Linked DNA regions of Mus musculus: all the other regions are linked to region 1. Evidence: chromatin contacts called from public HiChIP or PLAC-seq and promoter capture Hi-C data. All regions are on one chromosome and are shown on one strand. The core of a region is the stretch at or near the end of the contact, and the rest is flanking DNA. Distances in the headings are between cores, read along the strand shown.

Region 1 (4,733 bases), core at 638-3,137:
AGCAGGCTGAGCTGACGCCCGGGGGCCCGTGGCCGTGCTGTAGTTTTTCGTTCACTGCGCGCTCTAGCTTCTCGCGGGCAGAGAAGCCGCTCCACATGCAGTCCTGAAGGATGACCGGATTAGGAGTGAGGCCACCCAGGCCCCCGAGACCGAACGCATCCTCCTCGGCCGGGTTGCCCCACAGGTCGGCCTCCGGCAGCAGCATCTCCGTAGCCCAATTCGAAGGCTCCGGGCTGTGCTCTGGGAAGGCGCGGCTGGGCGACAACGGGGGCGTGGGCAGCAGCTCAAACTTCTTCCAGATGTCCTCCCCCGGTGGGGTCGAGTCGGGACCGCCGAAGTAGAAGTCATCTTCGTCCGGGTAGAAGCAGGGCTGCAGTGAGTCAAACTCGAGGTCTGGGTTCTTGCAGATCATCCCCGGCATGGTGGACGCGGTGCAGCTGGGCATGGGTTCGCCTCTCTTTTAATATCTCCGCTCTTTTTAATATGGGGGAGTGCTTCCTTCCCGTGGAGAGCAGCAGAGTCGCGCCAACCTCCAACTCTACAACCAATAGGCAAACCAAGAGAGAATGAGCCAAAGGGGTGGGTTGGTGGGGACAGGCAGTGGGAGCCCCCAATCTCTTCTGCAAGCTCCCCACAGCTCTGGAAGGTGGGAGAAAGTTGAGCGTCTCCCCTACTCCCTCCTTTTGTGTACAAGCTGTCTAAGACTGGGAGTGGGAGGGGGCTTGCAGATGCAGGGGGTGGTGTGGCTCTCTGCAACTTTGGAAACTGCCGTTTCATTCACACAAGGCACTGCCTGGGGGAGGGGGGCTGTTCAAGCTGCAGATCTCAGCTCTTACTAGCGCGACTACCCCACTTGCACTAGTTGCTTAAAGGAAGTCCTTGCTCTCTAGCCCAGCTACCAGGCATGGGATTGAAGTACCTTTCATTCCCCTTTTGCAGAAATGCGATCACGGGAGCGCAAACGCTAACGGGGTTCAGGAAACTTTATTAATTATTAAGGGCCTTTCTCCAGTCAGACCAACAACAGGCAATTACATACAACCCTCTCCACCTAGACCTAGAGCCTCAATCTTGGCAGATACCCTTGGTACTCATCGCTGCCTATACCTATACCCTTTCCATTCCCCTTCCTTCAGAGACCTCAACCTCTTCAACAGGCGGGGGGAAAGGCTGAACCCCATCCCTAGGAATGGTGCAGGGTCGCCGGCGAGAATCGCGTCTCCTAAGCCGGAGCAGCCGTGACCTACATTATCACTCAGGCACCTAGCTTCGCCTAACCCCTTTTCCTTCTTTCCCCGCGGCACCTTTTGGAGAACCCCAGCTTGGGGTGGGGACGCACCGGTTCCCAGTCACCTCACACTCAGACAAATCTTGTGGAGCCGGGCGAATTTCTTTTCGCTAAAGCTATTTCTCTGCCTGGGCCAGGGCTGTAAAAGGGATTAGGGCGGGTCTCTTCCAGCCAGGGTGCCTTCGGGTGCTGAATAGGCTTTTCAGGAAAAAAAAAAAAACAAAAAACCCAGATGGTTTTGTTTCGGAAGCAGACGCGGTGTGTTGCCCCCTTACCCCCTCCCCCAGAAAAGCCCGGCATATTTGGGTGCAGGGTGCGGAGCCGCGTCCAGGGGCTTGCCTAGCCGCAGCGCTCCGCCGTTCCCCGGGCGCTCGAAGCTTCGCAAGTACCGCTTCTTACCTCCCGCAGACTGCCGGGGATCCGGAGGCGACTCGGGGCTGGGGTCTCCGGGTGGGCTGAGGGAGCGGCGGCGGGAGGGGGTTGTCCTCCGGCGGCTGCAGTGTGTGCGCGCTTACGCCTGGCTAGCGCTCGTTCGGCTCCAACCCAGTTCCCAGGAGCCCCCCGCATCCACCCAGCGCGTCCAGACAGATGACTGTCACTGGCTGCGCTTTGAAGCTCGGGGGATATTATTAACTGAAAAAATCTGACACACCCGGGGGGCGGGGAGAGAAGGGGGCTGTGGCGCAGACGAGGGGGAGGGAGAAAGGCAGAGGCAAGAGGCTTTTCCCCGCCCTCTTGATTTCCATAAAAATCAGGGGAGGCGCCAAAGCCTTTCGCGCCAAAAGCCATTTGCTTTTCTCTTTTTTTCCGACTCTCTCTCTCTCTCTCTCTCTCTCTCCCTTCCCTCCTCCCCTCTTCTCCTCTCCCCCTCCTCCCCTCCTCTCCTCTCCCCCTCCGTCCCTCCCTCTCTCCCCCTCCCCCCTCTCGTTTTTCAGACTGCAAGCAGCAAAGCTGGGAAACCCGAGGAGTGCTTCCCCCTCCCTTTTGGACCCCCTGGCTTGCACCCGCTGCACTCCGTGTTTTTTTTTTTTTAAAGGTCGCTGGGTGTGTTCTGGGAATGGGAAAAGAGGTTTCTAGCCCAGTCCCTGCGTGGACTGCGCGCGAGTGTATGTTTGTGTGAAAGATGAGCTCCAGGCTAAAGTGGAACAAGGCCTGGTCGAGGGGCTGTTCGTGTGTGATCTCGAAGGAAGGCGACACAGGAGTGCAAAATGGGAGGCCGAGGACGCGCCCACGTAGAAACAGACCGCAGGAGGTTTCTAGTTTCAAATTGAAAGGAAGGGGCGCCCCCCTTGTTTGAAAATAAATAAGTGCGGGCTACGAGGGTGGCGCCTTACCGCTTTCTTCGGCCGAAGGCGACACCTCGCGGAGACCAAGCAGAAAGCGGAGCCGCACCGCCCAGCCTCGGAGCCCGAGTGGGGCCACCCCCGCGAGACAATTAGCGAATCCTTGCTACCGCGGAAGGGATTGTGAAACGCGTGGAGGGACGTCCCCTGAAGTCGCGCCCACCGTTCCCAACAAAAGCCTTTCCGAAGCCAGGGTTGAATTACGGACCGCTGCTTTCCTTGCCCAAATCACTGACTGCTCTGTATACCTCGAGTTCCTACGGATGGTGACATCAAGGAAAGCCATCATTAATTTGGCCTCTTTGTGTCCCATTTGCCTCACTTACGAGCTGGCGTGAACAGAGAGAGCGCGACATCTTATTTAGACTAGAGCAGGGTGCGTGTATTCTTTCCTCACAGCCGTGGGCACATTTCCCTCCCTCCCCATCCCACAGCGTCTCACTTCTGTCTAGGCAAGCATGCTAAAAGGTTTGTTTCCTAAATGTGGGGCTAAAAATAAATGCTCTTGCCCCACAAAACTTTCCAGGAGTAACCTGGGTCCCTGGGTGAAGCCCTTTTTCAACACACATTCTCAGTAGGGTGGGATTTATCCTTAAACCCTTAAGCTTGTTTGTGGGGAAGCGTCTCCATTTCCCTCTAAATTGAAAATGACACCCCTCATTCACCTCCAGCGAGGAAGAAGAGAATGCCTAGAGAGTCAAGGTCAAAATGTGTATTAGCATGTGTGAAAGTCTTCCCATCTGTCCCCGAATGCCTACATAATTCTGGGGACTGCGGCAGGTTCTAGGAAGTAGCCGTGAATGAGGGTGAGCCACCCTTCCAAGGCCTTTCTTATTGGGCTCACATATGTAAAACCCATTACCTTTGCAAAAGCCTTTAACACCCTCATTTTCACACCCCTGGCCTCTTCCAAACCGAGACCTCCCGCTGAATTCTCCCTCAAGATGCTGGCTCTCTGAAAACTTTGCCTCAGATTGTAATTATACATACACAGCAGGGGCTGTATGGTAAGTGTTCCTGGATGCCGCTGGAGGTAGGCTCCATTGAAAGGAACCCTTTTAGACAGCCAGATCTGGCAGGTTAGTTTTGTTTATTAGTGGCACAGTGGGGGAGAGATAGGTGTGGCTCCCAGAACCTTTTCTTTTTGTTGTTGCTTTGGGGGGGGGGGGAGGAGAGGTGTTTCTGTTTGTTTTTTGAGCCGAGGTCTCATATAGTCCAAGATGACCTTGAACTCTATTTTTATTGAGGAGGATGACCTTGAATTGATCCTCTTGCCATTACCCAAACTCTGGGACTACAGGTCTGTGCCACCACATCTGGCTTCTAGAATCTTCCTCAGAACTTCAGCAGCGGACACGTAAAGGACACTTTGACCAGCCTACTAGAACTCCCTCAAGCAGCAGGGGACTGGGAAAGTCGGCTAAGATGGCCTGGTTAGTTATGGATAAAGTTCTCTCTCCACACCTGTGCTCTTCACTCTGCTAAAAGATAAGATGTTTCAGAAAAGAGGGGACAGAGAGAAGGTGACCTGGTTACTTGCTCTATATGCCTCTGAGCAAATCGTTTATCTTCCTTGGACCTTAATCTCTAATCTCCGGCTCTTAATGCAAACCAGCAATTACTGAAATTACCAGCAAGTCTGAATCTGAAGGTTAGCAGAATGATAAAAGTCAGAAAGTATTTATTGGTACCTTCATTGGCAGGTGGAAAGATAAAAGGCTGTGCATAGAGAAAAATTACCTAATGCCCATTCTTGGTGGATTTGCCCAGAAACCCAACTATTCTTCTTACAAATAAATGTTGACGCACTCACTTCACGATTCCAAGGGGCACACACACAAATGAAAGGAGTCTTTGGTGGTCTTCGAAACCAAGACTTTGTTCACATCTTAAGACCCAATGTGGACCAGGACAACAGCTTCATGGACCTCACCTACACTAGAAAAAATAGACACACACCCAACAGGAATGGCTCCTTTAAGAATTAAAGAGTGGATCTGGTTTATAAATAAAATGATGGGGGGATGTTGCATTACTCTTCCTTCTTTCCTTCCTTCCTTCTTTCCTTCCTTCCTCCCTCCCTCCCTCCCTCCCTCCCTCCC
Region 2 (4,733 bases), core at 1,073-3,572, 720 kb before region 1:
CCCAGCCCAGCACTTCTCTCTACCCTGCAGTTTTCTTTGTGAAAGACAAGGATAAAATTCTGTTGAGGAATCAAGTGTTCTGACTCCCCTCTCCCTCCATGCTGACTCCCTCCTCCCTCCATGCTGACTCCTTCCTCCCTCCATGCTGACTCCTTCCCCCTCCATCCTGACTCCCTCCTCCCTCCATTCTGACTCCCTCCTCCCTCCTTCCTCCATCCTCCCTCCATTCTGACTCCCTCCTCCCTCCTTCCTCCATCCTCCCTCCATTCTGACTCCCTCCTCCCCTCCTTCCTCCATCCTCCCTCCATTCTGACTCCCTCCTCCCTCCCTGCTGCCCCCATGAGGTTCTGATTCTGGAAAAGAAAAAAATAATGAGTCCAATGAAGCAAAATAATATTTTCTTGTCATCTTGGAGTTGTTCTTTATGTAAATTCTTCGTCTTGTTTATCCTCTTCTTCGAATCTTTTCTCTGCTTGTGTTTTTGAACTATCCTAGGTAATACTGATCTACTCAGTGCCAAGGACTGCAGAGTACAAAGGAATCCCCAGGAGACCAGAACATTAGTGAGATCTGCACTCCTGGGGAGAAGTCCCAGGCAATGCTGGACTAAAGACTCATTTGTAAAACTCCTATCACTCATTGGGCACTCCTTCTCAGGTACAACCTGCTCTGGAAAGATTTCTTTCTTTTAAAAGGGGCATCCAAGCTGTATCTCTGAGCCACCTTCATCTTACAGAGCCCTGGGCTGTGCCCAATTTCAAAGCATCACTGCAAGTCCAGAGGAATGTCAGGTCCACAGTGAGCCATCTAAAACATATGTCACTGTCCCCTCCATTTGTCCACTTCTCAAGGTCCCATGCCAGCCAGACTGAGATGGAGGTGATGAGCTAACCAGCTCCAGAGTGCTGTCCCAGGCCTGCCTGCAGCCTCTGGTTTTGACTCATTCACTCCACAGTGTTTTCCACCTTAATTTCTTATACCTCATTCCTCTGCAGCTCACAAGAAGGAAGTCCTCTTCAGGGTGGCAGCCCTACATACTTCAAGCACTATGCTCTGTCTGAGCCAACTGCCGTTTGATAAGATGGACTCTGATATCAACTATCAGAAGTCTCATAGCAAAAGCAGGGAGTAGACCTGGAGAGATGGTTCTGTTATTGAGAGTACTAATACTCCAACAGAAGATCAGACAGGGTTCAGTTCTCAGAACCTACATGGTGGCCCACAATCACCTACAACTCCAGTTTTAGGAATTTTAATGATTTATTCTGAACTCCATTGCCACTATTTGCAAGTTGTACACACACACACACACACACACACACACACACACACACACTCCAAATATTTTTTAACCTAGGAAGCAAGAATTGGTGGGAAGATGGGGAACTAGGAGCCAAACCATTTTTCTGGACACCCTGGTGTTGCACAATTTATGGTCCCCTGTTTCCAGCAGAGCAGTGCAACCTTCTCCATCTTGTGGCCCATCATTATGCCTGAAAGCACGCTATGCAGGCAAGATAAACTCTTTGCGAGGAAGATCTTTCACAACAGGCCCACTGTGTGACCTCTGCAGTGTGAGAGAAGTCTGTCCAACAGAACTTCGTAGGGAGGGGTGTTGTACTCCGTAGTCTAGTTCAACAATGTCCACAGATTCTGAATTCAGGGACTCGGAAGAATACTCCCAACCTTACCACAGCTTGACCCTTTGACCTTTGACCCCTTGGCAGAGAATGGTACCAGTGTTTCAGAACAGACTTTGGCTTCAGCTTCTGCCCCCGGAGCCCTGCATGTTAGATCAAACCCCCTCTGTGGGGCCATTCCTCGGCTCTTGACCCTGCTAAGGCTGGAGTCATGCTCCCAATGGGTGGGGCTGTACTTCTTCTGAGAGCTGGGCAGTCTCCCAAGGTCAAGTTTGGAGCCCATACATGCTCCGGAGCATAGAAACAAAGCAGAGTTGAGACTCAGATGTTCTCAGCATCACAGCTGTGCTCAACGGAAGCAGGGTAGCTAGGACAAATGATCTCTATGCCTGAGACATGAACATAGCACAAATCCTTGAGAGGGGTGGGACTTACACATAGAGAGCAGGTCTGTGCCCCTATATGCACAAACACATGCCTATGTATGTGTAACCACATCCACACAAAGATCCTATGTTGGTATGAAGAACACAGCCACAGAATGAAGCCAGGTGTAGAGGGCAGCAGTGTCCAAAACTCTATGGCTGCTGGATCATGAGAACCAAAGGTGACAGTTGATTGTTAAAACAGGGAAGCCTGCTATAGAGGAAAGTCAATTTCACAACCATATCATGTAGTTCTGTTGTGTGTCACCCAGATTTCCCATGCAGAGATGAGTCACTCGTAACTAAGCTGCCAGAAGAACTTGGCAGTGAAGGACTCCAAGTTCCTCTAAACCCAAATCAGGTCCTTTGACTGGGTTCTTGCTCTGTACTTTCTTAAAGATAGACATAATTTTAAACACAAGCCTATAAACCGAGCACTTGGGAGGATCAGGAGTTCAAGGTCAGCCTGAACATCACGAAATCCTGTTACAAAAAGAAGAGGAACTACTTTCTCTGAGGTCACATCCTTAAAGAAGGCTCCCATCCAAAGGTTACTCGGCAACAACTGGTAAAAGTTTATGAACCTTGGTGTTAGCCAACTTCTCGAGATAATGAGATGCCTGAGACAGTAATGTACAAAACGTAAAGGTTCGCTTTTGCCCACAGTTTGGGAGTCCCCAGTCCAAGACACAGTAACTCGTTGCCTTCGGCTTCTGCTGATTTGTGCTGGAGACCAATGGTGGTGAACAAGCAAGCAAGAAGAGCAAACTGCTGAACTCCTGAGGGAAGACACAAAGACAGAGGACAAAGTCCCACAACCCCATCCAGTTCAGGTCCTCACAGACCTACAAAATGACTGCTAGGCCCTGACTTCTAAATGTTCCAGTACTTCCTAATAATTAGCACTACCTAGGGATCAATCCTTTAGCACATGGAGTCCAGTAAGAAACTTATCCAAATCATAGAATCCTCCTTCTTCTATTTCAAAAAAAATCTGAAGCCCACAGCCCATCTTCAGAACTGCTAATACTTGCTGTGAAGGCAGGAAGATCTGAGCTTGGGACCCCCAGCACCTATATAAAGCAGATGTAGCAATTTTGCCTTGTCACCCTGGCCCTTGAAGGAGGCGATGTTGGGTAGAACCCAGAGGATCTTGCTAGCCAGCCAGTGTAGCCAAACCAATGAGCTCTGGGTGCAGCAAGACTCTGTCACAAGACAATGAAGTGAAAAGTGCTTAAAAAAAAAATACCAGCAGTCTCAACAAACCTGGACCCAGGAGATCTCTCAGATACTGAGCCATCAAACAGGCAGCATACATACACTAACTGGTCCAGTCCCCTCAACACATATACAGCAGAGAACTGCCTGGTCTAGCCTCAGTGAAAGAAGATGCACCTAACTAACCCTTGAGAGACTTGAGACCCCAGGGAATGAGGAAGCCTGGGGAGGTGAGTATGTCGGGGGAGGAGCATCCTCTTGGAGACAGGGGAGGAGGAATGGGATGAGGAGGATAACTACTGTCAAAGGGCAGAATGAGAGGAGGATAACAACGACTGGACTGTAAAAAACGATTAAAGATAAAAAAAGACTTCAAATGTTGACTTGTGACCTACACACACACACACACAAACACACACACACACACACACACACACACACACACACACACACTCACCAATGTTATAAATGTAGTGGAGGTGGCAGACACAAAGGAGGGGAACAAATTGTAAGAGCATGTCCTCAAACAGATGCCCTTCTCAACTCTGTAAACATACTAGCAGTTCATTTGCAATGTCTTTGTGACAAAAGACATATTCAAAGAGATCTCTTATTAGTTAGCTTGTTTTATTCCCTCCTACCCCAGTAAATACATATCAAGGCATCGTATTATAACCAATAGATATGGAACACATACAGAATTCTGACCTAAAGCCATAAAGCACTTAAAAAAGTTTTACTTAAAACAACTTCACAACAACAATATGAACTAACCCAGTACCCCAGAAGCTCGTGTCTCTAGCTGCATATGTAGCAGAAGATGGCCTAGTCGGCCGTCATTGGGAAGAGAGGCCCCTTGGTCTTGCAAACTTTATATGCCTCAGTACAGAGGAACGCCAGGGCCAAGAAGTGGGAGTGGGTGGGTAGAGGATGGGGTGGAGGGGATGGGGGACTTTTGGGATAGCATTTGAAATGTAAATGAAGAAAATACCTAATTAAAAAAAAAACTTTCACAATCAAGAAGATGTAATGAACTTAATGTGTGCCCTGAGTTTCTAGCACACACTGGCTCAGAGATTGTAGGGAACCGCCCTTGTGTCACAGTGTAGAAGCTACATAGCCACTTTCAATTCTCTTTCACACTGTTAAAGTGTAATTCTTTACACAAGCAGTATCCAGATTTTCCCACACCCCGGGCCACTTAGAACAGGAGCAATAGTCAAATGTGACTGGAAAGTAAAGAGGAACAACCGATGTTTTAAAATTATTCCATCTGGGGCCATGCTGATCTGTACTAGTGACAGGAAATTGGGCTACCAGGGCTGTCTGCTGACACGTGCATTGGTCACGTTGAATTCTGTCACCAGATTCCGGGTGCATCCATGGGCTTCATTTGCATTAAATGAAAGGGTGTCCAAAAATACACGCTGTTGCTAAGGTTACATCTTGC
Region 3 (4,733 bases), core at 1,130-3,629, 680 kb before region 1:
GACACTGTACAGCTCACCCCACACCGGGTCTCCACTCCCTGCTCCAGTGTGCACGGTCTGCATACTGCAGTACCTCCCTCATCCCGATGTGAACTCTGCTTGTCCTGTTTGCTGCCTGTTGGAGGCTGGGCATTTAACAAGACTCTCAGCATTTAACAAGACGCCCTGAAGCTTCTGGTCTTATGGTAAATTTCTTCTATTCCAGGTCTATGCGGCAACATTTTAATTCCATCCTCCTTCCTGTTCCACCTTGTTATAGCCTGGTCTGACAGAATATCAAAGGCCTGGAACAAGCCCTCAGCCATCCCTTGGTACAGTTCCTGGAATTTAGTTGATGTAGTCTATCAAAACAACAATAAAACAAAACAAAAACCCACCACTCAAAAAGGATGTTCTTGAATTTAGTTGAATTTAGATAGTAAGCTCAGTTCATGTGAACCAGTATATACTGTGAATGAATACCACCCAAAACAAAGTCTCAACTCACCTGCCCCTAATTGACAGTTTAATTTCACTGTAATCTTTATTATGACAGCTTCTGAACTTGTCATTAGCATTACTGATAAAGTTGAAAGACTATTTCATCTGATTATTGTGTCTTAAGAAACACTTAATTATTAAATTCCACACTGATAATTAGAAAGCCCTATTATTTCGTAATGGACTCAGCAATACTACCCAGGTATCCCTCAATTACTGAGACAGAAGCCGCCTCCAAGTGTGCTAAAGTGAACTCGCACACACCAAGTAATCTCTACTCACCAACATGAGCTGTGTTCCTAGAGATGGAAAGGTCTGCTCAGCTTCCAAGATGATATAGTATTCCAGGTATCAATTTGTTATCTGGGGCTGATTCATTCATGACCTCCCCAAAGCCTGGCCAAAGTTGAAGGCAGACAGGATAAGTAAAGGAGAAAAGGTGCAACGGAGGTGTGTGTGTGTGTGTGTGTGTGTGTGTGTGTGTGTGTGTATGTGTGTGTGTGTGTATGTGTGTGTGTGTGTATGTGTGTGTGTGTGTGTATATGTGTGTGTGTATGTGTGTGTGTATGTGTGTGTGTGTATCTATGTCTGTGTATGTGTCTACTTGTGTATATCTGTGTCTGTGTGTTTCAGACAAACAAATCAAAGCTAAGGTCATGGCAAGAAAAATTCTAATAGAGCCATAATAACATAAAATAAACTGTCTTCAGATGGACAAAAAATAAGATGAGTACAGGTGGGGGGCAGGGAGCTTGAGAAACTTATGCAACCCAAGGACCATTTCCATGTAGGAGACTATATTATTCTAACTAGACTGTGCCTGTCTAGATCCTGTCTGAATTCTTGCCAAAACTGAACCAAACACTCTACTGCTAAGCAGTTCCTGGGAGCCTGTCAGAAACGCAGACTATCAAGAGCCTCAGGAGACTTAGGCGGAGTAAATTTGTCATGGGGACTCATACTGGCCTCAAGCAAGGGGATAGAGCAATGCTCTCCCTGAAGCACCTTCCACTGTTGGAGCCCCAGGCTTTTCCTCCTGTTCCCAACCCACAAACTCACTACCCAAAGAAGCCATGGCTGTCAGCACAAGGCCTGACACACTGTGAAGGTTTAATACTGTATAAATTGTATAATGATCTTCTCTGGTTGGCTGACTGGGAAAAAGAGCAGCCAACCTAGGTATCTGCAAGGCAAACACACATACAGGGGCTCTGACTCACAACCTGTTTGGCACAGCTCGGTCCTCTGGGCTTCCGGAATCTCCCTTTCTGTACAAAACCTCCTCGGCAGATGTTTTAAAACAATGATCTGTGACAATGAGAGCTGTAAGCTACTTTCTCCTTACCTCGCAGAATTTTAAATTCACTGTTTAGAAGACCGTTGCATTTCATAGGCTAGGCATCATTTGGGAAGACATTTTTTGGGATCACATTCAATAACGGTGGCCTTTAAAGCTAGGCGTGTGTTACTAGGACAGGCAAGGGAAGTGTGAGAGCAAGCAGGTTCACCATCCAAAGTAACCTGGGGCCAGGGAGGGGGAGCACTAGTATCAGTGTGAGTGTATGCCAGTGGCCTATGGAGAGTGTGTCTTTGGGGGTGTTTTGTTTGTATTTTGTTTGTCTGAGGGGAAAAGTGGGTAATGAAGGAATTTAGGCCTCCTAGTGAATAGCAAGACAAGTGGTCCAGGCAGAGAGTATTAACATTAGCTGGGAGGTACAGTGCTAACTCCTGGGTGCAGATCCTAGTGCCTAGCCTGGCTAGAAGTGAACCGGCCCTCCGGGTGACAGCAGGGTGGGATTCCAAAGCCAGGGAGGGGCGGGCGGGCCGTGGGGCGGGCCGTGGGCGGGGCGGGGCGGGGCTGGAAGTCGACTCTCGGGCTGAGGCTGCCGCCGGAGAGGCATCCACAGCAGCGGAGCGGGCGGCCGAGCAGGAACGAGGCGGCGACAGCGGCTGCGACTCCGGTGAGCGTGGTGCGGACTCGGCTGGGGCGCGGCAGGGATCGCGGGCTGGGACTGGCAGGGAAAGGCGCTGCGGAGGCACAAGGGCCTCCCGGGCGCCGGATTTGGTGGAGCGGGGCGACTGTGGCTCTCTTCGTCCGGCTCGCGACGCCCTGCAGCCCCGGGCGAGGGAGGGAGGCAGCTAGCTCACGACTCGGTCTTGAACTGTTCTTCTTGGTTCCCGAACACAGAGGTCTGTGCGTCCATTGCTCCCTCTCTCCGGGTCTCTCTCCTGATTTTATTTCTTTTCCAGAAGAGTCCCTTCACCCTTCAACCACTCCCACCCCTACCGCCACCCCCCCGCCCCTCCCCCGAACCTTCATCTCCAAAGCTATTCTTCAGGAGACCCGCGATCTACCTCCTCCGGGTTCCCCTGCCAGGGCCATGCCTCTGCTCCCCATATTTCTGTAGCCCCAAGCGTGGATGAAGCCTGTTCTGGCCCCTGCACACCTGTACCCTTTTGCTGCCACCTGCCACAGAGGTGCTTAGCCAGCAGGCAAACTGCTGTGCCTAGGACCTCCTCGCCTCCGCGGTATTCACTCCCCCTCATGCCAGAACTCCTAACTAGAGTCCAGCAGGAGGAGACTTTTCCAAGCTGGAGCTTCGGGAACAATTTGACCCACTTCCCGAGGCACTGGTCTCAGGCCAGCCATGCTTTTTTGTAGACACACCTGTCTTATTTGCCAGCTGAGAGACTGGCAAGAACACCTTTTGACAAAAATGTGCCAGCCTGTCCCCTATTCCTTTTCCAAGCTGTTAAACTTCTTGGCCTATGTCCCCAGAGACGAGGTCTAGGGCATTTGCCATTTAAATCTGCTAAAGCTCTCACCCTCGCCCCCAACCTACATCTCTGTGACGATCCCCAGAATCCTGTCAGCCATTACTGGAAGAGGAAGGGTCCAGTACTGATAGAACCACCATTCTGAGTTTTTCTGGGCATGCTTTCTCCTCCTATGCGGGTGATTACCTGCCTACTTCTTAGAGAACCCCAGGCTCATAGGGCTCCCCTGAAGCCTAGTGGTTTTCTTATTAGAAACTTTCCCTACTCTGACCAATCATCACCTCTTCCAGATTGTCCCATGCTATCTGCACAGTGCTGAGTCTCCAGGGCTCAGGGAAAGCTGGGTTAGCACCATGCAGTTTGAGAACCTGTGCATAGCAGCAAGAGGAGGGTGGCTCCTAGCCAGGCCTCAGCTTTGGGAAGACCAGCCTGTTAGGATTGTTCCCAGTCAGACTAAATTTCACACACTGGTTGTGAGGGCTTCGTGTGAAGAGAGGAGGCAGACCAGGGGCTGTTTTTCCTGCCTGTTTCTGACTGTCTTGTGTTGCTATGGTGACAGTTTTGCCTCTTCCTCCCCCTGACTCTTCTGGGAGCTGGTTTTTATTGGTCTGTTGTCCTGTCTTTTATGGCTCTAATTTCTTCTTTCTACTTGCTCTGAAATAAACAGTCATAAACATGGGCACTGGGCCCAGGCTGGGGGCTGGCAGAATTCACCTCCTGTGGGCCCCTAGCTCCTGTGAGGAGAGAATACTGAACAAGCAGGGGTGGGATAAAGCTACCATGCACTTTCTTGCTCTCAAGCTTTGAGGAGGGGACAGTAGCATCCCGTTTGGTAGCATCCTTCTGGATATGTCAAACACTTGTGATAGCTCACTGGGGAGCTAGTGTTCTAGGGGAAGGGTAGCCCCCATCTCTCACTTTGCATCTGAGGTAAGTAATCTCAGAGCAAGTGAGCTGTTTCCCATGGGCTCCTGTTGATGTGAGCACACAGTCAGCTCTCAGATTTGATCAATGAAGGGTAGTCACAGAGCTGAAACATGGGTCTCTCTGCCTCCCATCCTGCTGTGCTCCCAGATCCGTCTCCTAAAGGACTTCCCTGCACCAGGAAGTAATTAGGAAGGGTTCCAGTCCCCTAACCCTGCAATACATGCTGCCTCCCATGCCCTTTGGACATCCTGAACCCCAAGTGCTGGGGACCCAAGTTGAGAGCAGAGTGAAGCCACTTGTGACTTCCTGTTTTTACTCAGCACTGAGAGGAATTCAGTTTGCTTTTGCTTATGCTCCCAGGGCCTAGATGCAACCGGATGACTCAAGGACAGAGAGCCAGCCCTGAGTAAGGAGTTCCCAGAGAGCTAACCCAGTCCATAGAATCTGTCACCCACTGTCCCCTGTTCGCGACAGTCTGCGGTGAAGCTGCTCCTCCCTTCCTGGTTCTTTTTCTCTTCCTTGCATTTTCTCTCTCTCCCCTTTGTATG
Region 4 (4,733 bases), core at 868-3,367, 640 kb before region 1:
CAAAAGCAGTGCCAAACTTACAGGATTTCTATGACATTGCAATTTTAGGGGTGACAAGGTGTATAATCAAAGCTTGAGACACAGCAAGTCTGTCTCTGTCCTTTCCTTCTTCGCACTGTTATGTCCCCACTCCTGCTATTGTGGGAAAGATGTCAAATGTCTCCCTTTGGACTGGAGTCCTCTTTCTGCTTCAGAGACTGGCATTTTGAAGGAGCCCACTCCCATGCTGGTCCAGGCCTGTATTTTCTCAGGCCTTTGGACTCATCATCTTTCTCCTCTTACCTCACTTTGCCCCTGCCCTGTTCTGCCACCACAGATTCTCAAGAGTAGAAGACAAACAGCTGTCAGAAGCTGTCCCCCAGCTCCTTCTGTGGATAGGCAGGAGGGGGTGATGTGAGAGGTCACTACATTGGATGTCATCAGTAGATGACCTGGCAAGCCTTGGTTCCGGGGCTCTTCACATATCTGGGTTTGGGCTTCCCCTGTTAAATAAATGGTCTTTCAAGCTGAACAAAGGCTGTGGTATTGGGAAACACATTTCTGCTCACCATGTGCTATGTGGGGTGGGGGTGGAGCAGCCATCCTGTTCTCCAATGATGCCATAGGCTGCCACGGTATCTACAATCCCAGGGGCAGAAGCAGATGAGTATGGTAGGCTGCTAGGTCGTATTGCTTTGGAGACAATGAGTTTAGTGTTGCTTTCCTCACTTCTCCCTGTGGATATTTGGTTCTCGCCGCCTACCTTGAGCTACCACTTCAAAGAGCTTGGATTCCTTACACAGATAGGCTTACTCTGTGTTATTCCATGTTTGTTTGAATATTTTAAAAAATGATCTACAGCATCCAGGACAGATTCCCAGAAGGCCATTTGTTGTTAGACCTTGAAACAGTTTTCACTGGGTCTTTGTGATCATATCTAGGGAAAAAAAGAGGCGATGGGGCCATAATGAGAGCACTCAGTCCCCCTTGTTACCCAAATGCTAGCCAATGGATCCAAGCCAGGTTGATGGCAACAAAAGCCACAGAGACACAAGCTTCCCAGTGAAGTGCCTTCTCTAAGTCTGGACTGTACTTTTTATTAGCTTTGCTGATGCACAGCCAATTAGGAGAAACCAAGGAGTGGTAGAACATGTCGCCTTGTTTGTTAAGGGTTCTGCATTCTCTGCTCAGTCATGGTGCCGTGTGAGAACAAAGAGAAATGCTAAAACTTAAGTCTGTGTGTGTGTGTGTGTGTGTGTGTGTGTGTGTGTGTGTGTGTGAGAAAGAGACAGAGACAGACAGGCAGAGAGACAGAGAGACAGAGACAGAGAGGAACAGAAAGAGAGTCAGGCAGAGAGATTCAGAGACAGACCTGGTTTGAATTAGGGTTCTTTATAAAGAGCACGAGGGGGGTGTCATTTATTGAATCATGAACAACCTCAGTAGTGACTGGATGACAGTTGTTCAGCAGTAACCATTAGCTACCAACAGTCCCTCAGGGAGCAGTGGGCCTCTTGACCCTCCTCTATATAATAGAGCTATTTTTGTGAGGTGGTTGAGCCATCAGCAGGTGATGTCATGTTTAATGATGTGTATTTGGACATGGGGAAGCTCTGGAGGCCTCTGTGAGTATCAAAGTCAACAAAATGGGTAGGAGACATCCTAGCAGGGTCTTAGCCATGCCGTGGAGACCCTCTGGGTTATCTGGATGAAGATAGCCCATCCACGTTGGGTGAATGAGATTCACTTAGGCCTTCTGAACGACTAGTAATTTGAAAGTGGCTGAGAGAGAAAACAGATGGTGGTGACATGGGAAAGCTCTGGTGACTCAACAGCTTCTCTTTTGTTTCTAGAACCTTCCATGGCTCACCTGATCTCTCAGGCTTTGCCAAGAGGAGATGGCCTTGTCCTCCAACCCTTTGGAAATTCACTTTCTTTAGCATTTACACCCGGCTTTGTGTTGGAAAGGCCAGGCTGTGGTGCTGGAAATAAAATTTATGGGCACCCACCCACAGGACCCTCTTCCTCATTTACACCACACCCTATTTTCCAAAAACACAGGTCCCAGCTCCACAAGTCTGCTCAGAAAACACTCTCTCACAGAGGGCGTTTCAAAGTAGCTGTTTTCTCTATCATTTCCTACCCCCACTTCACTTCCTGTTTTTTTCTTCCTCTTTCTCCGCCCCCACCCCATCTCTCCTGGCATGTCCCCCGCTGTCTGAGAACAGGAACAGAGCCCAGAGCGTTGATAATCATAATTTCCTGTGGTGCCCTCTGGCTGCAGCTGCTCAGAGCTGAGGCTAGGAGTCCAGCCTCCTGGGGCAGGCAGGCAGGCAGGCAGGGAGCTGGGCAGTCACCCTTGGCTTTCAAAATCCCCTCCACCCTGTCCCAAACAGAACCTAGTAAGAATACTCCTCCCTGTCTTTAGAACACAGGCAGCTTCCAAAGCACTGTGTCCTACATTTGAGGAAGACAATGACTACATAGACAACTTTTGATTTTTCACCCCAATAACTGTAATTCCGTTGATATGGACACCAAGATCTGAGAGTCAGGTGCGGCCCTGTTTCTCTTTCTTTTCCATATTTTAACTTTTGACCATACTTGCTTCCTTCTCTTAACCCCTCCCTCTACTGGTGACACTCCTTTTTCTCTTCTTCCCAGTTAGTCTTCCTCCTCTTTCCTTGCTTGTGTGTGAGTATGCATGTGCATATATATGTGTGTATGCATGTGTGTCTGTAAAAAAGCAGAGGCCACTTACTGCTGTGTCGCTGTTTCACAGTCATTCATAACAATATTTTATAGCAATGTATGTGTACGTGTGTGTGTGTTTATGTGTGTTTGCGTGTGTGTGTGTGTGTGTGTGTGTGTGTGTGTGTTTGCATGTGTGTGTGTTCAAGGAAACCCTGTGCAGGTTGGACTCATCTTTTGTTCTACAGTGCACTTTCTTCATGCCTCAGCAGATGTAGCTGTAAAAAGTTCATGGTTTTGGTTGCTTGGACAAGTGGAGTTCATGGTACCTAGTTAGGACAGTTTTAAGCCAAGTTGGGGAAACATCTGTGTAGAATTCACATGGTATGCCTGGCAGATAGGATTTGGTTAGCAAATGTTAGGTGCTAGATACTTGCACGGCTTCTTTCCGCCCATTTTCTGTGTAGAAGGGTGTCTGGTCAAATTCACTGGCAGGTCAGAAAATCTTTTTAAGAATTGGTACTCAAGGAACACGTCCATAACTTTCCCTATTCTTCTGCAAGATAGGGAGGGAGAGAGGGAGGGAGAGGGAGAGAATTGTTGCCACTAAAAAGCAGAGGCCACCTACTGCTGTGTCCCTGTTTCACAGTCTTTCATAACAATATTTTTATAACAAGAAACATGGGCACCATCCCAGCCACATAGCTGCAGTGGACTGTTTTACCAATTTAGTCTCTTCATGGTAAAACCATAAAAGCTACAAAAACCGCAGTCTGTGGAAAGCATCACCTCCCTGTGTGAACTCTGCTTTTAAAGGGGAGCTGAAACGTGTCTCAGTGTGTGACATGCTTGCTGTACAAGTGTGAAGACCTATGTTCAGATCTTCAGTGTTCACGTTCGGCTGCACAAGCACTGTGACCTCATCAATCCCAGTGCTCAGGAGGCAGACACACGGGATCCTCAGGGCAAGCTGACTATAGAGAGACTAGCCAACTAGGTGAGCTGAGAGGTCAGTGACAAACCCTGCCTCAGTATCTAAGGGCCAGACTGACTGAAGAAGACACCCAATGTCAACCTCTGGCCTCCACAAACATGTATACACACACACACACACACACACACACACACACACACACACCTGTGCACACAGGTGTCCTCATGTGTATGCATACACACAGACAGTAAAAGACTTCCCGTTCAGAGCCAGCAGCCACTCTTCTGTCAGTTTGACCATGAGGCTGCATTGCTTTATATGTCCCAGTACAGTGGAACGCCAGGGCCAAAAAGTGCGTGCGTAGAGGAGTTGGGGGGTGGGTATGGGGGACTTTTGGGATAGCGTTGGGAAATGTAAATGAGGAAAATACCTAATTAAAAAAAAGGAAAAAAAAGTTCAAGTTGCCAGAGTCAGAATTCCCAGGCTGGATCTGACTCCCAAGTTGATGATTCTGAGAGATGCCGTTTTCTCCTTCGAGCCGTAGTTTCCCCGACTACAGAATGAATGGATTGGGCAAGTTTAATCTTGTAGGTGTCTTTTAACATCGCCCATTCCCAATTCTTGGACTTTCTGTGCTTGGCTTTAAAACTGCACTGTGATGGTAGCATGCCTAGAAATTGCCTGTCATAGTAACACAACCTTGATTTGATTTCCACAGAGCACCACTCCCATAAGGACAGAGACCCTCGGGGACCACAGACTTGATTTGGAGAGCTCTTTCCTGTGGCCTCATAGCTGCTCTTCTGCTTTGTCCCTTCAGTCTGGATTGGTGACACACACCCACTGGAGATTATTTCCAGGTAATGAGCTGCTGTGTGTGAGGATGTCTGAGAGTGGCAACCAGCATTTCAGAGGGGTGCGTGTAATGTGCAGGTTTGTGCGACATTTGTCTGTACAAAATTTGGTTTGTCATCTTTGATTAGAAGCTGGGGCTCCTAACACCATGTCTCAAGAAAAACCAAATGAAAAGGGACATAAACAAGAATTGACATGTATTCTGAGGAAGCTGTGATTAGGAAGTGGTCTGAGGCCTCTGGGCTTTTTTAGCTCTATCCTCAATGGCATCTGC
Region 5 (4,733 bases), core at 1,320-3,819, 590 kb before region 1:
TTCAACTATCAGACAGCACATGTTCATGAGCATATATTATATACTAACCAGGCATGGTAATGTGCAATCAAATGAAATAAATATGGTCAGAGTCTTGTTTATAATGGATAAAAGTCTCATTAATTCTATCTGCTATTATTCTACCTGTGAGATAGAAGTAGTAAGAATCATGGGATTCCATGTTGATTTGGAACAATGTTAAATGTCACTTGGCGTTACACAGCACCTTCCCCATTTACATAATGAGATAGGCATGAAGCAAGACGCATGCAGCATGCAAGCATCGTCCATACGCCTTTTTAGGTGACAACATTGCCACAAATGTCAGAAGTTTGGACACACCTGAGGTTAGCGGTCTCTCAGCTGTCTTTCTGCACCGGAGAAGCTGGCCCCGCTGGTGACTTGGATCCCCTGAAAATATTCCTCATTCCAGCCCAGAAGGCATGATGGCCTGAGGAACCGAACTATTGGCTGCGGAAAGAGATGACTTCAATTCCATAACAGGGAAGGTAGAAGAAATCAGGTATCCCATGAGACTAACAAATTATGGTAGCAAATGTGCCAACACGGCTCCAAGCGCTGGTGAAAGAGAATGAGAGACTGAGTTTCTGCACTCCATCCCCTAACCAGGACTATGCAAACATTCCTAATGGGACTCCAGGAAAACTGCCAAAGGGAATTGTTTCCCAGAGAAGGCTGGGGACTGAAGATCCATGTTTACACATCCTCACGCTGCCAAGAGAGCGGCTCTGTCAGGTGGAAGGGCCTCACCCAACACCCCAAGTCACCCTCCTGTGGCGTAGAAAGGCTGTCACCCACGCCACTCCACCCCCAAGCCACTCAAGGAAATACGTTGTGGTCACAAGAATGTTCATGTCAGTTTATATAAGAAAGTGTCACTTCACCTGACATGGAGACAGGAGCTGGCTGTCGCAGGCTGCAGTACCACTTGGAGGCTACTCTGTAGGATGTTTATTTTGAAAGCACTTAAGAAATTCCTCTATTTTCTACAAAGTGGTGTGAAAGCTTTCTCCTTTTGTGTTGCGGTGATCAACAACAGGATGCTTTTTGGGTTTTATCTGTTCTCTATCAGAGCCCATTTAGTTATAACTCTATTTCATATGAGACTCTTCCTGGTGACTTGTTATGATGGACCCATGTGACGGGAGATTCCACGCGTCTTCTCTCCCCTTTTAAGTCAACCTTCTTCCACAAACAGTTGTGTAATTCTGTTGAATTATCTGAACCTCAGAATCTTGGGCACAGTCTCTATTTTGCGTTTCTCTAAATACGTCATTTGGAGGGTTTTGTTATTTGTTTGTTTGTTTGTTTGTTTGTTTGTTTTTACCTTATATATACACAGTACGTTCCTGAATTTGGATAAGTGAGTCTTTCTTGTTTTTTTTTCTTTGTTTTGTTGTTTTTCTATTGTCCATTGTTTAAATTTCATATGTATGGGTGTTTTGTCTACACGTATGTTTGTTTCTGTACTATGTATGTGCCTGGCACCCAAGGAAACCAAAGAGGGCATCAGATCAGTTGGAACTGGAGTTACAGATAATAATTAGCCACTGTGTGAGAGCTGGGAATCAAGCCTAGGTCCTCTGGAGGAACAACCAGTGCTCTAACCACTGAGCAATCTCTCCACCCCTCAGTGGCTCATTTTTATTTGGTTTGTAGGGTTTTTGGTTTGGTTTGTTTTGTTTTGTTTTGGTTTGATTTTTTTTTCCCTTGGGTTTTCCTCCCTGCCACTATTGCAATGTGGAAACTTCCAGCTACCCCCGACATGCTCTCTGCAGTGACAGGCTTCCTAGTTCATAGATGTGTAGGCTCCCTCTTTCTGAAATCCCTATTGCTTTGAGAACACCTTGGGGAAGCAATAAGGGACATATGAAGTGATTCAAATTTTCGGAAACATCAGTCCTGATATTTACCCAGTGTTTGTGAGATATACTGGGCGAGACAGGAGAAATTGGGTGTTTCCCCGTGGTATCCTGAGTCAGCTTCTGATCACGCCGGACACCTCTTCTCCTTCTGGCCCATCTGTGTTTCTTCCTACCTCCAGGACCTTGGCTGCCCTGTTCTCTCCCTGTAGATGTACCTCCTCTATCTCTCACCTGTGCCACCATTCTAGACACCTGCCTTCTCCAGTTCCTTCCCAACTGCATTCATCATTTCCTAACTTGCCTGAACCTCGTACCTCCTCATAAGTGACGTTGTTTCGTTTCGAGAAAACATTTTTCCCAGTGTCCAGAAATCCTGTGAGAGTTTATAATTTTCTGTGTTATTTTCAGGTGTTACTGCTCTTTTTCATATGTCAGCTTCACACATGCACATAATACCCACAGTGTATTATGGTCATAACACCCCCATTATCCTTCCTTATTCCTTTCCCACTGCCATTAACCCCTTTAGTTCTTTCCAAGTAGCCCCCTCTTAGTATATGGGTTTTCTTTTCTTTTTGTTGATTTCCATGGAAACCACCAGTTACTCTGTCTTTGGTAGTTGAATAGACTAGGCCGAGACTCAAGTCGCTGCGGGTGTCATCCCTCATGGGCTTGACTGCAGCTTTCCTGGGCTTATCTGGCATCTACTCCCCCCTTGCGCTCAGTCTGCTCACACACTCAGCCAGGGCTCGCTTTACCATCAGCCGCCTTATAAAGCTATTCCTGCCACCCCAGGGTCCCGCTAGTGACTACGACATCTCACATGTTTGGAGTATCTGCCTTTGTATTGTAGAAAGATTAAATAAAATGGAGGTTCGGTCAGAGGAGTGTCAGGCTTCATACAACTTTGTCCTTGTCACTCTGTCAGTGAAATCTGCTGACAACATCCTGTGTCTCAGGATTTAAATACCAGGAAACAGTTCCATGACCTGATGTCTCTCCCTCTCTCCCTGAGCAGTGACATCATTTTACAGAAACTGGCCTGATCGCAATTCTGAGGGCAGTGAAAGGCATGTTTCTTCACTGTTGGCCTCCTGCCACAGCCTCCTTGAAATGCTTCTGGGAGTTAGAACCTGCAAGAGCTCCAGAGATGCCAGAGAGTGAGAACTGGCTGCAGAGCTTAGACAGCACTGTGTGGCTATCAGAGAGCTGCCTTTGCTTATGTGAACCTAAACACATCACACACACTTCTGTGGGTAACACTGTCAAGACCAAAGATAAGCAGAACAGGCCTTTTGACAGCACTCTTTAAGTGTCTTTGCTGAGGAACTCCTGTGCACACCTCCTGTGTACTCCTGTGGACCACTGTCTTCTTTCAGACTATCCTCTCCCACTCTCATGGATTTTCTTTTCTGAGAGTATTCCCTTGAACCGATGAGTACACACTTGCCAGGTCTTGTATGGGATGTATAAATAGATTGGGATGTCTTGGTGAGTTCTGGAATGATATGCTGCTGTCATGCCGTCAAGGATTAATGACCCAAGATGAAGATGATGATGTGGTGATGGTGATGAAATTCATCTATTCGGGAGAGGGTGTGCCATGACATACATGTGGAGGTCAGAGGAGGTCAGGCGTTGGCTCTCCTCCTCCACTCTGCGCTTCCTGGCAATTAAATTCAGGTCATTAGGCTTGGCAGCAAGTGCCTTTACCTTCTGAGTCATCACACCCTTTCCAAATTATGTAAGCTTTAAGGTTGATTTGTATATAAAAATATGTAGATAAATATATAAAAATAATATATGTAACAAAAATGTATATATATATACAGAATATAAATGTGTATAAGTATAAAAATAGATAAATATATAAAATAAAATAATATGAATAAAAGGGGTTCCTTTTTAAAAAAATTTATACTCAAGTCTGCAGGTTTTCAATGATGGAAATATCCTGCACTTTTTCCTGTTAAAAAGCATACACTACACAGTGTTTTGGCTTTGCAAGGTCAGGAGGGCTATGGAGCTGTGTGGTGGGGGCAATTCACACCTTTGTCAGTACAACTGCTCTCTACACTTAAAAATGGCTAGGGTGGTACATTTTATATCGTATATTTGACAACAATGAGAGTGATAGTTTTAAGGAAGGGTAAACAATGAAAAGTTCAATAAAAAGAAGTTGCCCCCCCCCAAACATTCACTCCGCCTGTTACCCAATGTTCACATAACATGTACAGAAATGCAGTTTGTACAAGTTAATTAATAAATGGACACTTAGGATGATCTGGTCATACTAGGTTTCATGTGTACAAAAGGATGGTTGAGTGCTCTGAACTAAGTCCTGGGCAGAAGTTGTATTCATTTTCTAATCCTAACAGCTTGTTATGTTACAAGGGTGACTTCCAAAGCTGCAGGGAGAACTGATAGCAGTGATCGTGTACTGCCTTTGAGAGCTGTTTGTAAACAGCAGCCTCTGTTTCTCTTGGTTTCTCTGTCACTTAGATGCACAGCCTACAGAAGGAGAGCGAGAGATATGGAACCAGATCAGTGCTGTCCTCCAGGATTCTGAGAGCATCCTCACAGACTTACAGGCTTACAAAGGGGCAGGACCAGAGATCCGAGATGTAAGTCCATGAGAATATTGAATTGATTAAACCCTTCGAGAAGGAAAGTTCTTACACACACACAGAGATAGAGAGAGACAGAGACAGAGAGACAGAGACAGAGATGCACATGTGTGATGATTAAGTAATAGCCTTAGTACTTCCTAGAGTGCAAAGTAGAATAATGTGACATCCGTGTTTAACCAACAACACCAGCAGATTGGTTCCTGTAAGGGTAATATTG
Region 6 (4,733 bases), core at 1,511-4,010, 550 kb before region 1:
TTCTTGCTGTGGAAAAATAGACCCTTCCTCCTAGCTCACAGTTAATAGGATGAGATAGGGCAGGAACCTGATACCACAGATACATCAACCAGGCTGGTAATGACCCCGCTATTTAACTATAGTCATATAATTTCTGTCATTTGTACATGCCTCCTCTGGCTTCTCATGGTCATCTCAATTGTCCTGGCAGGCAGGGAGCTCTTTGAAACTAGAAACCAGTTTTCTTTTCCTGTATTAATCCCATCCTCCTGTTATAAAAAGCTCCCCACAGTAGATATCCTTTCCCTCAGAATCCATGTGAGAAATAGAACTTCCTGGTCTGTGTTGAGTAATAGGAACACATAAAAGACCTTGTCCTCTGACTTTCCTGTCACCAGTTTTTCAGTGCTGTCTCAGGCAAACCATTGGCAGATAGATGTTCATGAACCCATTTCATCTTCACTTCTGACGTAGTGGACAGCCAGAGAGACACTGCTCTCAGCAGGATCTCCCAGGAATATCTACCTTGCCACTATCCATCAGGATCACTCCTGGGTAAGATGAGTAATGCCTCAGCCCTCCACTCAAAAGGGCTTTGAGTGTGGTGTTCAGACACACCTGTAAGATAGACCTGAACTCTCTCTTCCTGAAAGACGTGTCCCCAGCAGTCTGTGGCTATGGATTGAGGGACAGAAGAGAACAAGACAGCAGAGTCATCAAGCCATGTGACCCATTTATGCCTTCTAGTGTAGTCTCGCCTCCCCCAGCCTGAAACCTGCTTGCTCGGGGGTGGAGCTTCCTGCTCATTCGTTCTGCCACGCCCACTGCTGGAACCTGCGGAGCCACACAAGTGCTCACCTTTCTACTGGACCAGAGATTATTCAGCAGGAATCGGGTCCCCTCCCCCTTCCTTCATAACTAGTGTCGCAACGATAAAATTTGAGCTTTGATCAGAATGAATTTGTCTTAGCTCCGTTTCTTCTTTCGCCCCGTCTAGATTCCTCTCTTTCAGCTCGAGTAGCCATATCAGTCGAACCGTTCACGTTGCGAGCTGCTGGCGGCCGCAACATTCTAGAGCTGTGCAAACCTGTTCAATTATACAATGGCCTGTTGTTGTTAACTTTCTGCTGGGCACCACTCTGAGGCAGTACTTAGCTGACAGTGGCAAACTCAATCTCATGCTTATCTAACATCCCATGGCTACAAGAAACCTGGTCTCTACCAGGATCCAGTAACAAACCAGAAGCTATGTTTCAAAAGGAAAATGACACCCAATACAGACCAAAGCCTTGTTTCGAAATTCTGCAAGACTGCTGTGATCCTGTGATGGGTGGTTTTCAGAAGTTCCTTAGAGCTTCCTTCTCTTCTATGTGACTCATGCCTTTATTCCTGGAACTGAAGAGGCAGAGGGAGATGGATCTCTGTGAGTTCAGGGGCAGGTCTGCTCTACAGAGTGTTCTAGAACAGCCAGGACAATATGGAGAGGTTGATTAATTAATCAATTAATTAAATACGGTTCGATTTGTTGGATCACAAGAAAAAGGTGCTGGGAATATTTTTTACTGTAATGTTAATTTGCTGGTGAGCCTGTAATTTTTTTACCTTCAGTCTTATAGTGTTACAGGTGACTCTACTTCTCTTTGCTTAAAGTAGGTATTTTGACATGGTCCATAGTGATTAAAAGAAAAACACTTTTAAAGTTCAAGGTAGTGGCCCAGGACTTTTTATAAGTTTTATTTCTACTTACCAGTTTTCACGTGTCTTACTAAGTGTCCAAACATACTTACTACTTTCATACCACAAGATCTAATCAATACAGAGTTACCAATAGAATGGACTGGTATAATGTTTGGCTGAATGTCAAGTGACTTGGCAGACTGGAGAACAGATATAGCCTTGTCACAAAACTGCGACAGCCTATTTTTGGCCATGCTAAACAAAGGACAACTAATGGTATTAGTGCTTGCAAGTTGCTATGGAGATAAAGGAATTGTCTTTGTCAATAGTCTTACATTGTGTCCTAGGAGCTTTGTTGATTCACTGCAATAACAATGCCACACGAGGGACAGTGACTGAAATTGCAATCAACATCTGCCTAAATTCACATCATGAAGCTGTTCATGACCCATCTGACTTCTGTAGAGGAGTTCTGATGAGTTCAATGGATGTGCACTAGCTGAGAGTTTGGCTGAATTAAATGAACATATGGTGGGTAACACCTATTCTCCTTCTTCAGGTCTTTAGTGGTGACATAAATCCCTGCAATTATGCGGCAGTATTTCTCCTTTCTATCTTGTCTGGTAGGGAAAGTTACAAACGTGCTACTTGTCTGTCTCTACAAGATTCATCCTCATGCCTTGGGTTAGAGAGCCAGCAGTCATTTTGTTTTTAAGTGCTAGATTTATTTATTTTATGTGAGTGCTTTGCCTTCATGTATGTACGCACATGAATATATGTGTTCAGTGCCTGTGGAGGTCAGAATACAGCATCAGTCCCCTGAATCTGGAGTTAGTGGTGGTTATGAACCACCATGTAGTTGCCAGGAATTGAACCTGGTCTTCTCCAAGAGCATCAAATAGTCTCAACAGCTGGGCCACCTCTCTAGTCCCTAGTTGCCAAATTTTAAATTCAAGATAAGAAGGGGATAACCACTAGGCAGTTCCTGCTCAAACTGAGCCCCATGAAGGTCAGACTGGAGCTCAGCCCTCGGCTGTCCTCTGCTCACCGGAAGCCCCCGGCTGTCCTCTGCTCACCGGAAGCCCCCGGCTGTCCTCTGCTCACCGGAAGCCCCCGGCTGTCCTCTGCTCACCGGAAGCCCCCGGCTGTCCTCTGCTCACCGGAAGCCCCCGGCTGTCCTCTGCTCACCGGAAGCCCCCGGCTGTCCTCTGCTCACCGGAAGCCCCCGGCTGTCCTCTGCTCACCGGAAGCCCCCGGCTGTCCTCTGCTCACCGGAAGCCCTCGGCTGTCCTCTGCTCACCGGAAGCCCTCGGCTGTCCTGTGCTCACCGGAAGCACTGCGGTGAATGAGAAGATTCTGCAGCTACCAGGGAGCTCGAGAATCGGCACCAACTGAGAGATAGCGTTTAACACAGCGCTTCTCAGCCTGTGAACCAGGACCCCTTTGAAAGTTGAATGACACTTTCACAGGGGTCACCTAAGACCATCAGAAAGCATAGAGATTTATATTATAATCCATAACACTAGCAAAATTAAAGTCCCTAAGTAGCAACAAAAATAAATTGATGGTTGTGGGTCACCGCATCATGAGGCGCTGTATTAAATGAGCGTTAGGAAGGCTGAGAACCACTGGCTTAACAATTTTCAAGATGCCTGAGTATAGGCACTCCAGGCCACAGGCCCCTTGAAGATTCCTGAAGAGGGAATTACATCAGGTCTTTAAAAAAGAGAGTTTGAGTTCCAGGCCACGACTTCACTTTAATTAGTGGGTTCTAAGTCTGCGAATTGATTGATGTCTAGAAACTGGATGAGAGCCAGTGACTGTACTCTATTGCCATGGAATTTAAATATTTTTTTTGTTACATTTTTATTGTCAGACATAAAAACGTGCCACCCCCACCCCAACACTTTGCTCATCAAACAATACTGGATGTCGTATTAGATTGTTTCATTCTGATCTCTGCTACGTCTCTGTGCTGCTAACAGTGAGATGTGGCCATTTGACTGTTTCCTGAAGAGCTCTACTCCACGGCAGCAGAAGCATCTGCTCTGTTCGTAGCCATCTTACAGATAACAGCTACTGCAACATTTCAAGGATGGAAGCACTGTCTTATGTGTGTGCGTGTGGATGTGAAAGCAGAAGGACAACCATAGGCACTGCCCTGTGTGTGCAAGTGTGTCTGTGGTGGTGGGGTGTTGTTTTTGTTTGCTTTGAACTCTCCAGGTATGAGTGGCCAGTGAACCCCAGGCATCTGCCTATCTGCACCTCCCCAGTGCTGGGATTATAAGTTTATGCCACCATTCCTGTCTTTTTTTTTTTTTTTTTTTTTTAAGGATCCGAAGGTTGAACTCAAGTCCTCATTGCTTGAAGGCAAGCACTTTGCTGACAGAGATATCCCCTCAAGGAGCTCCAGCTACCTATGTATCTGTCTATGATTCTGTCCAAGCACTGAATTCTGGATCCCTTCATTCAACACAATGGGAAATGAATATATGAATCACCCATGATAAATTTAACCCAATTTGCTCTCTGCCCAAGAATGTAGGGAAATTATAGCACTTGTCTTGGTTTGCTTTCTGTTTCTGTAATAAAACACTATGACCAAAAGCAACTTAGAAGGAAAAGGTTTATTCATCCCGTGCCTTATAGTTCATCATGAAGAGAAGTCAGGGCAGGAACTCAAGGCAGGAACCTGGAAGCAGGAACCAAAGCAAGAGCTCACAGATAAACAAATGCTGTTTGCTCCCTGTGGTTTGCTCAAATGATGATGATGATGGTAGTGGTGATGATGATGATGGTTGTCTTATTATTATTTTATTATTATATGGCCTAGGAACCCCTATCTAGCCTTAACACTACTCACAGTAGGCTGGGCCCTCTCACATCTATCATTAATGAAGAACATGCCCTAAGGACTTATTCACAGGTCAGTTTGATGAGGGCATTTTCTTAATCAAGGTTCTGTCGTTTGAGGTAACTAGCTTGTAAGAAGTTGATAAAAAGATATCAACAAGCACAGCATGTCATTCTCCATAAATGTGACCTAGAGGTCACAAAAGCTTTACGTAAAGGATAGC

What was found. Promoter capture Hi-C pulls out the DNA fragments that hold promoters and counts their contacts. HiChIP or PLAC-seq counts read pairs in DNA pulled down with a chosen protein or histone mark.
Region 2: a promoter capture Hi-C map of hippocampal neurons shows a contact between it and region 1, with 4 times the contacts expected there. The contact joins the enhancer-like site here to the promoter of Mycn in region 1. A contact is called at or near these places in 3 of 39 promoter capture datasets (the C10 cell line, hippocampal neurons and pre-B cells), 1 of 484 Hi-C or Micro-C datasets (cortical neurons) and 3 of 115 datasets of contacts at active chromatin or transcription factors (embryonic forebrain, forebrain and large pre-B cells).
Region 3: a promoter capture Hi-C map of pre-B cells shows a contact between it and region 1, with 6 times the contacts expected there. The contact joins the promoter of Cyria here to the promoter of Mycn in region 1. A contact is called at or near these places in 6 of 39 promoter capture datasets (cranial neural crest, frontonasal cranial neural crest, hippocampal neurons and 3 more), 3 of 484 Hi-C or Micro-C datasets (LSK cells, cardiomyocytes and uterus), 11 of 115 datasets of contacts at active chromatin or transcription factors (astrocytes, embryonic basal ganglia, embryonic forebrain and 7 more) and 1 of 9 other capture datasets (adipose tissue).
Region 4: a promoter capture Hi-C map of pre-B cells shows a contact between it and region 1. The contact joins the enhancer-like site here to the promoter of Mycn in region 1. A contact is called at or near these places in 9 of 39 promoter capture datasets (the HPC-7 cell line, HPC-7-derived erythroid cells, cranial neural crest and 5 more), 7 of 484 Hi-C or Micro-C datasets (the AML12 cell line, cerebellar granule neurons, embryonic cerebral cortex and 3 more), 9 of 115 datasets of contacts at active chromatin or transcription factors (astrocytes, embryonic basal ganglia, embryonic forebrain and 6 more) and 1 of 9 other capture datasets (adipose tissue).
Region 5: a contact with region 1 is called in an H3K4me3 HiChIP or PLAC-seq map of forebrain, with 6 times the contacts expected there. The contact joins the enhancer-like site here to the promoter of Mycn in region 1. A contact is called at or near these places in 10 of 39 promoter capture datasets (the HPC-7 cell line, cranial neural crest, frontonasal cranial neural crest and 6 more), 1 of 15 datasets of contacts at CTCF or cohesin (pro-B cells), 2 of 484 Hi-C or Micro-C datasets (the G1E-ER4 cell line and embryonic fibroblasts) and 10 of 115 datasets of contacts at active chromatin or transcription factors (the 230-238 cell line, astrocytes, embryonic basal ganglia and 6 more).
Region 6: an H3K4me3 HiChIP or PLAC-seq map of embryonic basal ganglia shows a contact between it and region 1, with 7 times the contacts expected there. The contact joins the promoter of 4921511I17Rik here to the promoter of Mycn in region 1. A contact is called at or near these places in 14 of 39 promoter capture datasets (the C10 cell line, the HPC-7 cell line, HPC-7-derived erythroid cells and 9 more), 1 of 15 datasets of contacts at CTCF or cohesin (large pre-B cells), 7 of 484 Hi-C or Micro-C datasets (DN3 thymocytes, the N1E-115 cell line, Sertoli cells and 4 more), 19 of 115 datasets of contacts at active chromatin or transcription factors (the 230-238 cell line, CD8 T cells, VIP interneurons and 14 more) and 4 of 9 other capture datasets (adipose tissue, embryonic stem cells, embryonic trunk and 1 more).

What each region holds. Positions count from the first base shown.
Region 1 is chr12:12,939,949-12,944,681 of GRCm38.p6, forward strand. It overlaps Mycn (v-myc avian myelocytomatosis viral related oncogene, neuroblastoma derived), which reads right to left and starts at 1,888. Exons shown (of 3, transcript NM_008709.3): 1 at 1,688-1,888; 2 at 1-538. The coding sequence starts at 445. RefSeq lists an enhancer at 2,659-2,687.
Region 2 is chr12:12,221,214-12,225,946 of GRCm38.p6, forward strand. No RefSeq gene overlaps it. Among named protein-coding and RNA genes, the nearest start is that of Gm40838, 14 kb to the right of the region's middle. Within about 2 kb of position 2,323, at least 54 of the 459 cell types and tissues checked have an H3K27ac peak or open chromatin away from gene starts, as enhancers often do. A contact at or near this core is called in hippocampal neurons, where this site is marked.
Region 3 is chr12:12,259,798-12,264,530 of GRCm38.p6, forward strand. Cyria (CYFIP related Rac1 interactor A) reads left to right here and starts at 2,380. Exons shown (of 12, transcript NM_001146119.2): 1 at 2,380-2,441.
Region 4 is chr12:12,299,859-12,304,591 of GRCm38.p6, forward strand. Cyria (CYFIP related Rac1 interactor A) reads left to right here. Exons shown (of 12, transcript NM_001146119.2): 2 at 4,323-4,464. Among named protein-coding and RNA genes, the nearest start is that of Gm34407, 13 kb to the left of the region's middle. Within about 2 kb of position 2,118, at least 114 of the 459 cell types and tissues checked have an H3K27ac peak or open chromatin away from gene starts, as enhancers often do. A contact at or near this core is called in the HPC-7 cell line, adipose tissue, liver and 2 more, where this site is marked.
Region 5 is chr12:12,353,657-12,358,389 of GRCm38.p6, forward strand. Cyria (CYFIP related Rac1 interactor A) reads left to right here. Exons shown (of 12, transcript NM_001146119.2): 4 at 4,389-4,510. It overlaps 4921511I17Rik (RIKEN cDNA 4921511I17 gene), which reads right to left. Exons shown (of 5, transcript NR_045829.1): 4 at 343-471. Among named protein-coding and RNA genes, the nearest start is that of 4921511I17Rik, 36 kb to the right of the region's middle. Within about 2 kb of position 2,570, at least 37 of the 459 cell types and tissues checked have an H3K27ac peak or open chromatin away from gene starts, as enhancers often do. A contact at or near this core is called in astrocytes and forebrain, where this site is marked.
Region 6 is chr12:12,389,715-12,394,447 of GRCm38.p6, forward strand. It overlaps 4921511I17Rik (RIKEN cDNA 4921511I17 gene), which reads right to left and starts at 2,761. Exons shown (of 5, transcript NR_045829.1): 1 at 2,705-2,761; 2 at 1,262-1,374.